Linked DNA regions of Sus scrofa: all the other regions are linked to region 2. A link is a contact called in public HiChIP or PLAC-seq data. All regions are on one chromosome and are shown on one strand. Each heading gives the region's core, a stretch centred on a gene start, on an enhancer-like site or on the middle of the called end of the contact. The rest is flanking DNA. Distances are from core to core; before and after follow the strand shown. Region 1 overlaps SPPL3 (signal peptide peptidase-like 3). Region 2 holds the start of ACADS (acyl-CoA dehydrogenase, C-2 to C-3 short chain). Region 3 holds the start of SRSF9 (serine and arginine rich splicing factor 9).

Region 1 (4,509 bases), core at 371-2,870, 200 kb after region 2:
GGTCGAAGATGCGGCTTGGATCTGGCGTAGCTGTGGCTGTGGCATAGACTGGTGGCTACAGCTCCGACTGGACCCTTAGCCTGGGAACCTCCATATCCTGCAGGTGTGGCCCTAGAAAAGACAAAAAGACAAAAAATCAAATCAAATCAAATCATGGCTTCAGAAGAGATAATGCTCCAGCTCATAAATTAGGAGGTGGGCTCATGGATGATGTTTATTTTGTGATTATGTTTTATAACGTATTTAGGGGTTTTGTCCAAAGGTCACCTCTTCAGTGAAGATTTTTAAGGTTACAGTCTTTACAGTTATACCCCTTATCATTCACTCTGTGCTCCCTTGTACTTCTTTCCTAATTTAAATTTTCCTGGAATACTTACTACCATGTGAGAGATGAAAAGAGTATCAGTTTTTATTTGCATATTGTCTATCGATCTTTCTACAAGGTAAGCTCACAAAGGCAGCAATTAGATCTAAGTTCCTGCTGTACCCTCAGCATCTACAACGGGGACTGGTATCCAGCAGATCCTTCGTAAATGTTTCTGAGAGTTCCCTTGTGGCACAGCAAGTCAAAGATCCAGTGTTGTCACTGCAGTGGCTCGGGTCACCACTAAGGTGCGGGTTTGATCCCTGACCCGGGAACTTCCACATGCCACATGTGAGGCCAAAAAACAAAAAATAAATGTTTTTGGAATGAATATGTTATATGACATGTGTTGAATATTATATAATTAAATGTCTTTTAAAAATGAAAACACACACACACAAATGCCACCGGTGGAGACCTAAAAAGACAAAAGGCAAAAAAAAAAAAAAGAAAAGAAAACAGTTGGTGTTCCAGTCATGGCTCAGAAGAAACAAATCTAACTAGGAACCATGAGGTTGTGGGTTTGATCCCTGGCCTTGCTCAGTGGGTTAAGGATCTGGCATTGCCATGAGCTGTAGCTCCGACTGGACCCCTAGCCTGGGAACCTCCATATGCCTCAGGTGTGTCCCTAAAAATCAAAAAAAGTAAAAGAAAAGAAAACAGTTATTTGGGGTTGCTGTGCCCCAAACATGGGTTGAACACTGTGTATTGTAAGATCTCACTGAATCCCAACAAATCCTCATGATGCAGATGGTAAAACTGAGGTTCAGAGATGCCGGTCCCTTGTCGAAGTTCATAGCTAGGATGTGGTAGAAGCAGGATTTGAATTTAGCAAACACAAGCACCTGGAGTAATCCTGGACAAGCCTGGGCTCAAGAAGCAGTGAGATCCTGGGGGAGGGGAAATGCTCTCCTAAGAAGGGCTGTGTTTAAGAGCTGGAGTTGGCTGGGTGGGGCCTGGTTTTTGCCCTGGGGACTCAGAAGCCAGGAGGAAAAGGCAATGGCACGCAGACTGCTGAAATTTCAGGGCAGCCCAGGGCCTGCTGAGAAATGCTGAGAAGGCAGCTCAGAGCCTTGCAGCCTTACCTCTCCCAGTCCATCCAGAGACCCAGAGGCCCAGAGAGGGCAAGCCATTTGCAGAGGGACACACAGCCAATAAGCCATTGAGGAGCCCTCAAAATCTAAGACTTTCTGAGTCCCAGAGCAGCTCAGGCTGGGGTATCAGTGACGCTGCCAGGGCTGTCACCGTTGCTGCTGTTCTGCTTTTCTCCCATCAGTAGTTTGAGGGACACAGGCACTCGTGCTGGGCTGTCCCCTGCTCCTCTCTGTCCCCTTGAGTGACCCATCTTCAAAACACACCCCCAATTCAGCCATTTTCCTCCGTTGGGGTCTCCGTTGCCTTTCGGCACAATGTCCGCATGCCTTCAGTTTCTAGAACATGCCTTGCTCCTGTCTGCCTCTGGGCCTTCCACTCCACACCCCTCTCAGCTCATCCAGCACTTCCCCAGGAAAGTCCCTTTCTCTGACTCCCTAAACCAGATGGAGTTCCACTTCCCTAGGCTTGCGTAACTCCCCCTGCTTTCATCCACAGAGATGACAGCATTTTGTAATTTCATATCAGCCTCTCCCACCAAACTGTAACCTCGGGAGGGTGAGGAGAGCATCTATTTTCTTTACCACTGCCTGTGCCTGCTGCTTTATTTTTCTTGTTTATAAAATGAGGATGGTGGAGTTCCTGTCATGGCTCAGTGGTTAACAAATCTGACTAGGAACCATGAGGTTTCAGGTTCAATCCCTGGCCTTGCTCAGTGGGTTAAGGATCCGGCATTGCGGTGAGCTGTGGTGTAGGTTGCAGACGTGGTTTGAATCTGGTGTTGCTATGGCTGTGGTGTAGGCTGGTGGCTACAGCTCTGATTCGACCCCTAGCCTGGGAATCTCCATATGCTGCGGGTGTGGCCCTAGAAAAAGGAAAAAAAAAAAAAAAAAAATGGGAATGGGAATGGGAACCACTATGAACTGAAGGTTTGTGGCTCCCCTCACCCCCATTCACTTGTTGAAGCCCTTACTGAAACCAAGCAGGACCCCATTTCTTGTGTTGAGGGAATAAGCCTCAGCCTCCAAGACCTTCCCAGAGTTCCAAAGAGCAGATTCAAACAGTTGCTGTTCAGGGAAGGGAGGGGATGCAGAGACAAGGGAGGAGCAGTCAAGCAACAGCAGTGCAGCCTTGGGGTAGGGACCTGGTTCCCCCTCAAGGAATACCCATAACAATATCTTTGAGCTCTTGGGTCTGCAGAACTCAAACCCCCCAACAATGTTAACGACTTGATGAAGGCTTCTTCCTTACAGAATGAAAGAGGACCACCAGAACCAGTCCTGGAGCCACTGAACACCAGCTTTGAAGAAGAATAAAAGCTTGCATCTACCCTGATCCTTATCTGTGGCCCTATTTTCTACTCCCGAACTATAAAACCACTTCCTAATCTCTCTCCCAAGGGAGGGAACAGTCTTTAAGGCATTAGCTTGCTATGGCTTCTGTTTATTTATTTATTGTAAATAAATTGACTACAGAAAATCTCTGGGTTTTAGGTAGTGGCTGTTTTTTTGTTTGTTTGTTTATTTCTTTGTTTTTGCTTTTTAGGGCCGCACCCGAAGCATATGGAAGGTCCCAGGCTAGGGGTCAAATCAGAGCTACAGCTGCTGGCCAACACCACAGCCACAGCAATGCAGGATCCAAGCTGCGTCCACCACAGCTCATGGCATCCTCACTGGATCCTTAATCCACTGAGCAGGGCCAAGGATCAAACCTGAATCCTCATGGAAACTGTTACCACTGAGCCATGACGGAACTCCCCTGCTGTGGCCTCCTTTGCCTGGCAAAGCAACACCCAAAACTTTTTCACCCAAAACTCTGTTTCTGTGTTTCTATTCAGCATCAGTGGAGAGAGGCCGAGTTTTGGCAACAAATTTTGGGGCCTCTTCCAGGGTTGACTCACGGGCAACCAGCCCAAGGCCCCTCGACTTGATGGATGTTTTGGCATGTAGTGAGCCCATCAACTGTTAAGACTGTCACACACCAGATGTAAGTATTTGCAGAATGAATAAACAAATCTGTTTTGCAGGTTTAAGTTTTTTTTTTTTTTTTTTTTTTGGTCTTTTAGGGCTTCACTCCTGGCATATAGAAATTCCCAGGCCTGGGGTCGAATCAGAGCTGCAGCTGCCAGCCTACACCACAGCCACAGCAGCACCAGATCCAAGCCGCGTCTGCTACTTACAACACAACTCACAGCAACACTGGATCCTTAACCCACTGAGCAAGGCCAGGGATTGAACTTGCATCCTCATGGATACTAGTTGGGTTTGTTAATACTGCGCCACAACACAACTCCCAGGTTTAAGTTCTTACATAACGGTTTTTGTTGGGAGGAGGGGAATCCTATCTTTTGGTGTCAAGAAAGGTGCTATAATCTGTACGTGTCTCCCCCAAATTCACATGTTGGAATCCTAACACCCAGGATGATGGTGATAGATTGGGCTTTTAGGATGTGATTAGGTCAAGGGAGCAGAGCCTTCATAAATGGGATTAGCACGCTTATTTTTTTTCTTCCTGCTTTATTAAGATATAATAGATACAGCACTGTGTAAGTTCAAGGTGTACAGTGCAATGATTTGACTTACATATATCATGAAATGATGACCATAATAAGTTTAGTTTTCTCATCTCATAGAGAAAAAACATTAAAGAAATAGAAAAACATTATTTTTTCCTTGTGACGAGAACTCTTAGGATTTTACTCTTAACATCCTTCATATATAACATACAACGGTGTTAGTTTTATATACATTTTTTTCTTTTTAGGGCCGCACTCATGGCATAGGGAAGTTCCCAGGCTAGGGGGTTGAATCAGAGCTGCAGCTGCCAGCCTACACCACAGCCACAGAAATGCTGGATCCAAGCCGCATCTGTGGCCTACATCTTGTGACTGTAGCTTGTGGCAATGCTGGATCCTTAACCCACTGAGAGAGGCCAGGGATGGAATGTGCATCCTCATGGATGCCAGTCAGGTTCATAACCTGTCAAGCCACAGTGGGCACTCCTTAGTTACATTTATTGTGTTGTACATTACATGCCTACCTATTTCTATGTAT
Region 2 (4,875 bases), core at 294-2,793:
CAGCTGGAGGGATGTATGGATGCCTGGGTGCACATGGGTCATGCCCGGGAGCCTTGGAAGTCTGACTTATACCTGTGACAATGGAAACCTTTGCTGGACAAGTGAAATTGCCAGTTTCTTGGGCAGGGTGAAGATGTCCATGGTGGATGCTAAGGACCAAAGGCAGGGCACAAGAGCACAGTGACCCCTGTTCCCGAGGGGCCTCTGCCCCACAGGTAGGAGTGAGACCATACCAGGACAGGGAAGCAGCAGTGCCACCCTACCTTCATGCCCTTTGAGGGAAAGAAATCTTCCTCCCAGCAACCCAACTCCCTTGCAACCTCTTGGCACAAGAATAGGCGGGGATTTGATAAGATTTCGGGTGCTACCTACCAGGAATAAATACAATAATGGGATGGAGAGTGTGTGGGAGGAAACACTGGCATCCCGAAGTCAGGGGAGGTCTCAGTGAGTGATGAAGGGAAGGAGCGCTCTAGCTGAGGGAAGGATGACTGCAAAAGGCCAGAGGCAGGAACCTGACAGAGGTGCTGGAGCTGCCCCATGAGTAGGCTCAATAGTACCTGCAGCTGTCCTGCTAAAACTGGGAGGCTACTACATACTGCAGGTAACCACCATTCTTAACCCACTAACAAACTTTATAGCCTACCTTTTTTTTTTTTTTTTTATTGTCTTTTTGCCATTTCTTGGGCCACTCCTGCGGCATATGGAGGTCCCAGGCTAGGGGTCTAATCGGAGCTGTAGCCGCCAGCCTATGCCAGAGCCACAGCAACACAGGATCTGAGCTGCGTCTGCAACCTATACCACAGCTCATGGCAATCCCAGATCCTTAACCCACTGAGCAAGACCAGGGATCGAACCTGCAACCTCATGGTTCCTAGTCGGATTCGTTAATCACTGTGCCACGATGGGAACTCCAGCCTACCATTTTTAATACTCTCCCTTTGAGGCATAATCATAACCAGCTCAACCTGCTTACACCAAACCGACTTGAAATCCCTAGTCGCTTTCTCATCAGTTAAGTCATATAGCACTTGTAATTGCAGCAATCCTAATCCAAACCCCATGAAGCTTTATAGGAGCAACAGCTCTAATAACTGGCCACGGCTTAACATCCTCTATGATATTCTGCCTCGCAAACACTAACTATGAACGCCTACATAGCCGAACCATAATGCTAGCCTGGGGCTTTACAGACATTTTTACTGCGTGAGGTTGGAGCAAGGATAGCAAGTGCGTGGTGGGCGCGGAGTCGGGGAAGTAGAGGGCATAGGCCCCAGAGGGCATCTCACTCAGCTAAACTGGATTTTAGGAGAGATCAGCCCACCCTCGAAGAGTTTAAAAATCCTGAGTGCACTCCGAAAGCGGGACAGTTAAATTTTAGCTCCTGGGAGGGAGGCGGGACTCGGGAGGACCCGCCCCCGATGCCTGAGGGGCGTGGCCTTTGGCTCGCGCCGGCCCCGCCCCCCGCGACCCGGAACCTTGCTCACTGTTGAGAGGTCTCCGGGTAGCAGTGCAGTATTGTCACCTGACTCCGGTCTCAGTCCTTCATGGCTGCCGCGCTGCTCGCCCGAGCCTGCGGCCCTGTCCGCGGAGGTGAGTGCAATCCGCCTCCACACAGTGGGGAGGGACCGCGACCCTGTCCGCCGTCGGGCTTGCGTCCCGGCGATCTGTTCTCCCCTGCGGCCTGCGGGTGATTCTCCTCTGGTTGCGCGCGGCCTTTGCCCCAGTTAGGCTGCTCCTCGCGCCTGCGTAACCTCACCCCTTCTCTGACCGCTATCCCAATTCCCACCGCTGCATCCACATCCCCTTTCCCTCGTTGACCCTCCGCGGAGCTTGAAGGTGCGCCCTTCTTTAGAAGCCAGGCCTGGAATTGAACCCAGACTCTGAATATGTGACCTTTGGCAGACGCTCAGCCCCTGTCAGCCTCAGCTGCCCCATGTCTAAAATGGCCAGTGTATTACTGTTATTCTCATAGGGCTGTTATAAGGATTAAATCCCAGAGTAGGTAAAACACTAGTACAGTGCTGGCATATTACAGGTGCTCAGTAAGTATTAGCGCTCGTTGATGATTTCATGCAGTACCTTTCCCATATTTTCATTTCTCTCCAGCAGTGGCAGCAGTGACACTTGTGGCCAGGGCTTCCTTAGCCTGGTCAAGACCCACTTACCCCAAATACAAACAATAAAGGGAACCCTCATTGAGAGCTGTCTCTGCCAGAGCCTGTGCTGAGTGCTATAGTTAGTGACTCTTTGCCCTCCCAGCCCAGGAGCTGAATGCTGTTTTCTTCTGCATTTTAGAAAAACCCAGGCTCAGTGAGGTTAAGATCCTTGCCTCAGGTCACAGAGCTGTGCTCTTATTATTGGTGTTGTATTGACAACTGAGTCGGATGGTTGTACAAAGTGTTTAGTAAGCAGAGTAAACATTCAGTTCATTTCTCAACAGCAGTGCTATTGATATTTGGAGCCCATAATTCTTTGTTGTAGTATCTGTCCTGTACAGTGTTAAGCAGTGTTTCTGGCCTCTAGACACTCCATACCAATAGCATTCTACTCTGCTATTGGGGGAGAATATCGTCTGTGTTGGAGAACCACCCAGTTAGTGGATCCTTATTATTATTTGTGTTTTTAGAGCCACACTTGTGGCACATGGAAGTTCCCAGGCTAGGAGTCAAATTGGAGCTGCAGCTGCTGGCCACAGCCACAGCCACAGCAACGGGGGATCTGAGCCTTCTCTGCGACCTACACCTCAGCTCATGGCAACACCGGAACCTTAACCCACTGAGTGAGGCCAGGGATCGAACCCGGATTCTCATGGACACTAGTCAGAGGATCCACAGTGGGAACTCTTGTTATTATTATTATTACACAAGACCTCTTGGGTCCCCCTTCCACTGACTCCTGTTCTTCTCACTGGCAGCTCTCTGGCCTCGGGACTGTCGTCGCTTGCATACCATCTTCCAGTCTGTGGAACTGCCTGAGACATACCAGATGCTGCGTCAGACATGCCGGGATTTTGCCGAGAAGGAGCTGGTTCCCATTGCAGCCCAGGTGGACAAGGAACATCGCTTCCCGGAGGCTCAGGTGAGAGTTCCAACCTCAGCAGCCTATGATGGGATCTGCCTTCGGTCCTAGGATGACTGATGACAGTGACAGAGGCACTGAGACTCCTCCAGTCGAGGAACCCTAAGCAGGAGTGGGGTCCAGGGACCCAGCAATTGCTTGGGAAGTTTCTCTTGACCCACTCGAGGCCTATAGCCAGCATGTGACTTCTGGAATAATAATAATGGTAGGTGTTGCTATGCTTACTGTATACCGGGCATTGTGCTGATGATAATAGTTAAGGCTGATAAAATGCCGACCCCATGTTGGGCATTGTTCTGAGTGCCAAGATGGGTTAGCTCATCTCTTTCTCACATTCTCACGTGGTGAAGATGTCTATATACCCTATGGTCCAGTTGATGCAACTCAGATTGAGGAGTTTCAAGATCATGGAGCTAATGAACTGCAGAGCTAAGGCTCAAGTCCAGGTCTGTCTGCTGCCAGCTGCTGAGATCCCAGTCAGTCCCTCCTTTCCATGCCATTGTATCACTCTGCTTGTAATTACACCTTTGAGATGTTCCTATCCATCCCCTGGCTTGGTGAGATGTCTAACTCGTGGTATAGATACTCGATAGATATTTGTTGAGTCTGTAACTTGTGAAAGAGCAAATCTACCAGGCCTCTTCTCCGCACTTGTTTTCCAGTCTGAGGAATTCAAGAGTTGTGATCACAGGCTCTGGGGCCACTTTTCCAGCTTAGCGAGTATTATGTGTTCATAGCCTATCAGGCATTGTGCCAGGACTGTGGGGACACCTAAGGGGCTCAGAGTGAGGTAGGCAAGTGGCATTCTTGGCACTAGAATTAGTTGGGCATCTTGTAGGTGTTAAGTGTTGAACACATGTCATCTCATTTAGTCCCAAGGACCTCCTCACCTGCAATTTTTTTTTTTTTTCTTCTGTTTTGGGGCCACATCCTTGGCATATGGAAGTTCCCAGGCTAGGGCTTGAATTGGACTACAGCTGCCAGCCTACACCACAGCCACAGCAAGGAGGGATCTGAGCTGCATCTGTGACCTACACCACAGCTCACCAGATCCTCAACCCACCGAGCAGGGCCAGGGATTGAACCTGCATCCTCATAGATACTAGTTGGATTCATTTTTGCTGTGCTGCAACAGCAACTCCCCTCACCTGCAAATTTAATCTCCATTTGGCTTCCTGGAATGCTTGCAAGGATTATGGGAGATCATGTCTGTCACGTTCATGTTGCCTAGTACTTGAAAAATAGTAGCTATTAATACTGTTAATGTTTTTATTATAGTTGAGAGGTAATAAGAGAGGTGAAGTGATTTTCCAAGGCTGACTGGTCTCTGGAGCTAGAAATTATACCCCAGTATGGTTGGCTTCAAAACCCCTATTCCTTCCACGAGCCATGTGGTTGTCCCAGAAGCTCAGCTGGCAGGCTGGGAAGCCCTATTCTAGTTGGGGATATTGTCAGCAAGGGCCTAAACTACCCCTGTACCCTCCATATCCATATACTCTGGTATTGTTCTCAGCAGTTTTCCATGACATGGCTGTGTGTTGGGGTTTTTCCTGCTAAATGACAGACTATATTCCCTCAAATTATTTATTATATTAACAACATAGATTTGCTTTGGGAAAGCTGGCAGTAGAAATAGGATTTTTTTTTTTTTGGCATGCCTGTGGCAGGTGGAAGTCCCCAGGCCAGGGGTCGAACCCATGCCACAGCAGCAACCCAGGCCCCTGCAGTGACAACACTAGATCCTTAACTGCCACGTCACAAGAGAACTCCCTAGAAACAGGCTTTATATCAACC
Region 3 (4,709 bases), core at 1,265-3,764, 210 kb before region 2:
GTGGGTGCAGCCTTAGAAAAGACAAAAAACAAACGAACAAACAAAAATACAAAAAAAATGCTATTAAAAAAAAAAAGGTAAGGTTCAAAAGACAAAGGAACATTAGTGTTTTGTGAGGAATTTGGAATTCCCTCAAGTGTACCTTTTCAGCATGGTTTGGAATATTAAATTGTCAAAACCATTCTTTGGGTACAGTTTCCCCAAAAGAGCTAAACATCCAATAGAGTAATGCTTTTAACTCTTTTCTAGGGTGGTAGAGAAGGAAGCCAAGTTGGTTCTCTTGTATTGACGGGAGAAAGAATGCCATCAGGGGTTGGGAGGACAAGCAGAACCAAAGATGGACTAATGAAGGCATCATTCGGTTGTCACAAGCACATAATCACTTACCAAGATTCTAGTCACAGGATTAAAAGCAAGGAGGACCACAACCAGCTCAACCCTAGCTATATTCAAAATATAGTGGGAGAGAGGCAGAACTGCTAGGGTTTAAGATCTCACTATGAATAAAAATTGATCTCAGTTCAAATCATTCTTCTGCTACCTACCAGGCTGTGTCTAGGTAAGTATGTGATCAAGATTTTACAATTAGGAGTTCCCGTCGTGGCGCAGTGGTTAACGAATCCGACTAGGAACCATGAGGTTGCGGGTTCGATCCCTGCCCTTGCTCAGTGGGTTAACGATCCGGTGTTGCCGTTAGCTGTGGTGTAGGTTGCAGACACGGCTCGGATCCTGCGTTGCTGTGGCTGTGGTGTAGGCCAGCAGCTACAGCTCTAATTCGACCCCTAGCCTGGGAACCTCCATATGCCGCAGAAGCGGCCCAAAGAAATAGCAAAAAGACAAAAAAAAAAAAAAAAGATTTTAAAATTAAACGTGAGTAATATGGCCTGTCTCATAAGGTTTTTTATAAGGATTAAATAAGATACTATGTGTGGAGTGCTTTGCTTGAAACTTGGCATTTAGTAATATCAAAAGGTAACTTTTCTACTATGAAAGGAATGAAGGAAGAGATGACAATGAGGCATGTCATATAGTAAGACTGTATTCAAAGGAGCAGAAGAGGGGAGTCAAATTCTACCTTCCCTTAGTAGTCCTCTCTTTTATCAATTCTAAATCCTCAGTTTCCTCATCTGTAAAATGTGATTAAAAGCACCCATTTTATAGGCTGTTGAAAATGCTAAATAATACATAACATGGTGTATGACACATAGCATCAGTTAAAAAAAAAAAATCCTAGAACTGTATTACTAATTAATAGAACTGCAACCTTTTCCACCTTAGGTGTGAAGATGCCTAGTTTCACTTTTGAGGCAAATGATAAGACACTAGGGATGAACTGTCAGAATCTTCAGCCATCAAAACCTCAAGATGCGTCCTGCCTCCCCATCTCCCGAGGCTCCCCTTGCCTCCTACCACCACCCCGGACCCAGGGGCAGTCTTCGGAGTGAAGCCCACAGGGCACAGACTAGGCAACGTGCTTCCTGAGACAATGCTAAAAAATGGAGAACGGGTTTGGATTTACCCCGAGTGAGGTAAGCAGCACAGTGCAGTGACTTCTAAGAACCACCAACCTCAGTTTTGAAAGTCCTCAGGCCTTTTCTGGGCCAAGGGCCGACACTCTTTACAAAACCAAAGATTCCTTCGAGCTGGTTTCAGGATCGAGAGCTTCCAACTCCCCGGGGCCCTTAGCATCCAGAGTTGCCTCCCGCAATAGAGAAGACAGAGTGACATCAGAGATGCCAACAGACTGTTTTAGAAGTTTCCCCAAATCCCTGATGCTTTTATAAGAACGAGTCCCTGAGGCTGGCGATCTGTTCCATCAAAAGCCCCCTCGAAAGGCATCCATACTCCCGCACCAAGCTCCCTGCCAACGGAGAGTTCCAGCTGGGGGTGGGGTGGCCAGGGAGGGCGACCGACTACTTCTGCTCCTCACCCAGTCCTCTCCCGGGCCAGCTCAGGGGCCAAGCTTCTCAAGCCTTGGGCCGCTACCCGCGAAGGGTGCTTGTCCGGCTGTGAGGGAGAGAACGCCCGTCTGTACTATCGCGGAGGCCTGTCTGGGCGGGCTTGGGTCCTCACAAGGTCCGCCTTTTATGTTTTTAAGTAAAGTAAAAAATAATAACAGAGGAAGTGACGACGGATTAAAGGACGGCCCAGAGTCCCGCGGTGAGAGGCCTCAGCCTCCACCCGGGGGCGCCGTGAAGGGTCTACGGCGCGGAGGGAGGGGAGGCCCGGGAAAGGGATGGGGGATGAGGGAAGGAGGGGGCACAGGGCCTTAGGCCGGCGGGCGGTGCGGGGGCCTCACCGGGGGTCCTCAAAGCGCACGAAGGCGAAGGGCACGAGGCCGTGCCGATTCTTGAGCTCGATCTCGCGGATACGGCCGTACTTGTAGAACAGGTCCTCCAGGTCCTTCTCGCGCACGTCTGTCGGAAGGTTCCCCACGTAGATGCGCCCGTCGCCCTCGCCGCCGCGTTCGTCCGCCCAGCCCGACATCCGCACCGCCCGACGCCGCGGGCCCGCCGCAGCCCACGTCGCCGCCGCCGCCTCAGCCGGGGTCCCCCCGCAGCGTCCCCGCGGGCTCGGAGGCACTCAGCCGCACAGCATTGTGGGAAGGCGAGCGGAAGCGAAGGGGTCGGAGGAGGCAAAAGGAACCCTCTTAAAGGGGACGCGGCCACAACGACTGCGCGTGCGTGCAAGCCGGCGCCCCCTGTAGGTGCAAAGTGGGACCCTGGCGGCTGGAGAGAGCGAGACCTTGGAGTCGGGCGTTTTGGATTCACTTCAGTCACTCGCCAGCTGCGTGGACTTGGGCAAGTGACTCAGGCTTCCTGGGCCTCAGTTTTCTCCCTATGTAGCGCTGTCTACCTCATAGGCTTTTGTGAGCACTTACTGATATGACGAGGGTGTAGAAACCAGGGCAACCCCCGCGGGCCGTCACTCCGCGTGCGGGGCGCCGGAGAGAGGAAGTCGGCCGGGGCCTCAGGGCGACCCCCCAGCAGCCATCGCGGCCCTCAGCCTCAGGTCTGTAGCCTTCCGGGCCACCCTGTCCCTATTTTACTGTTGCTTAGAACTAAGGGTGTAAGGCGGGCTAAAATGGATGTGAGGGACCTGAGGTGGGCCCGGTAGCTTGGACTCGAAGCTTATCGGAGACTAGGAGGAAGTAAAAGAAACAAAACTATAGCGACCGTCACTATAGAGTGCTTCTCAAGATCTGTGCTTTTAATCCTCACCCAGCATGGAGGGATTGCAATGTCACAGGTGAGAAAACGTGTGTATCCTAATGGGGTTGGGTTTAGAACCCATGGCTACGCTTCCAGCCTGCGCGCTGAGTCCTTCAGAAGCTCAGGAGCTTAAGGTAGTCCCGTACTTTGGAACGTTTCCACATTTACATTCCATAGTGCAAAGCACTGACGTTAAAAGAGTGAGGCCTTGGAGTTCTCCATCCTGACTCAGCGGAAATAAATCTGACTAGCATCCATGAGGATGCAGATTTGATGCCTGGCCTCGATCAGTGGGTTAAGGATCCAGCGTTGCCCTGAGCTGTGGTGTAGGTCGCAGACGTGGCTGTGGTGTAGGCCTGCAGCTGTAGCTCCGATTTGACCCCTAGCCTGGGAACCTCCATATGCCACGCGTGTAGCCCTTAAAAAAAAAAAAAAAAGAATGAGGCCTTGCATCTAAAGAGTCTTGATCTAGAAAGATGTTTCATGTTGAAAATGAAACCTCTGAATTGTTGGATGGGTAGATATGTGAGAAAGTAAACGCAGCAGAATGTTAACTGTAGAATCTAGATGACGGGTGTATTCAGTGTGTTCCCTGTACCATTCTTTCAACCCTTCTGTATATTTGAAAACTTTCCTAATAAAATGCGGGAGAAGTTCCTGTCCTGGCTCAGTGGAAATGAATTTGACTAGTATCCATGAGGATGCAGGTTCCATCCCTGGCCTCGCTCAGTGGATTAAGGATCCCGTGGTTGCCCTGAGCTGTGATATAGGTTTCGGACTGGGTTTAGATCTGGCATGGCTGTGGCTGTGGTGTAGGCTGGCAGCTACAGCTCTGATTTGACCCCTAGCCTGGAAACTTCCATATGCTGCCAGGCGTGGCCCTAAAAAGCAATGAGTAAACAAACAAAATGGGGGGAGTTAGGAAATATAAACATATTCCATTAGTGCCAGCAGAAGCAAGAGAATAAAACCCAATATTTAATCTCAATGTAGTTGATTTGTAGTTATACCATCTCTTAGCCTTTAAAAATCAAACAAACAAGAGTTCCCACTGTGGTGCAGCAGGATTGGTGGTGTCTCTGGAGCTCTGGGATGCAGGTAAAATCCTCAGCCCTGCACAGTGGGTTAAAGGATCTGGTATAGGTCGCAACTGAGGCTGGGATCTGAGTCTTGGGAACTCCATATGCTGCCAAAAAAAAAAAAAAAAAAATCAAACAAATAAACAAAAAATTCAGAGTTCCCTGTGGCCTAACAGCTAAGGATCCGGCATTTTCACTCCTGTGGCTCCAGGTTGGATCCCTAGCCTGGGAACTTCCACATGCCACAAGTGTGGTAAAAAAAATATTAGTCATCCACACATAACTATTAGTGTATAATAGCCTTTTTGGAAGACAGATTGATGGTATATATCAGGCCCCGACCATATTCATATACCTCTTGATCCAGTAATTGCACTATAGGATTTTATCACAAGGACATAAATTCTCAATAAATTTT

The links. HiChIP or PLAC-seq counts read pairs in DNA pulled down with a chosen protein or histone mark.
Region 1: an H3K27ac HiChIP or PLAC-seq map of alveolar macrophages shows a contact between it and region 2. The contact joins the enhancer-like site here to the promoter of ACADS in region 2. A contact is called at or near these places in 5 of 5 promoter capture datasets (fetal liver, fetal skeletal muscle, liver and 1 more), 17 of 47 Hi-C or Micro-C datasets (adipose tissue, blood, brain and 8 more) and 2 of 2 datasets of contacts at active chromatin or transcription factors (alveolar macrophages and skeletal muscle).
Region 3: a contact with region 2 is called in an H3K27ac HiChIP or PLAC-seq map of alveolar macrophages. The contact joins the promoter of SRSF9 here to the promoter of ACADS in region 2. A contact is called at or near these places in 1 of 47 Hi-C or Micro-C datasets (embryonic fibroblasts) and 1 of 2 datasets of contacts at active chromatin or transcription factors (alveolar macrophages).

What each region holds. Positions count from the first base shown.
Region 1 is chr14:40,842,426-40,846,934 of Sscrofa11.1, forward strand. All of the region lies in intron 3 of SPPL3 (signal peptide peptidase-like 3), which reads right to left. Among named protein-coding and RNA genes, the nearest start is that of HNF1A, 24 kb to the right of the region's middle. Within about 2 kb of position 1,621, at least 6 of the 83 cell types and tissues checked have an H3K27ac peak or open chromatin away from gene starts, as enhancers often do. A contact at or near this core is called in alveolar macrophages, where this site is marked.
Region 2 is chr14:40,641,372-40,646,246 of Sscrofa11.1, forward strand. It overlaps ACADS (acyl-CoA dehydrogenase, C-2 to C-3 short chain), which reads left to right and starts at 1,544. Exons shown (of 10, transcript NM_213898.1): 1 at 1,544-1,593; 2 at 2,918-3,081. The coding sequence starts at 1,548.
Region 3 is chr14:40,431,436-40,436,144 of Sscrofa11.1, forward strand. SRSF9 (serine and arginine rich splicing factor 9) reads right to left here and starts at 2,515. Exons shown (of 4, transcript NM_001195566.1): 1 at 2,300-2,515. The coding sequence starts at 2,487.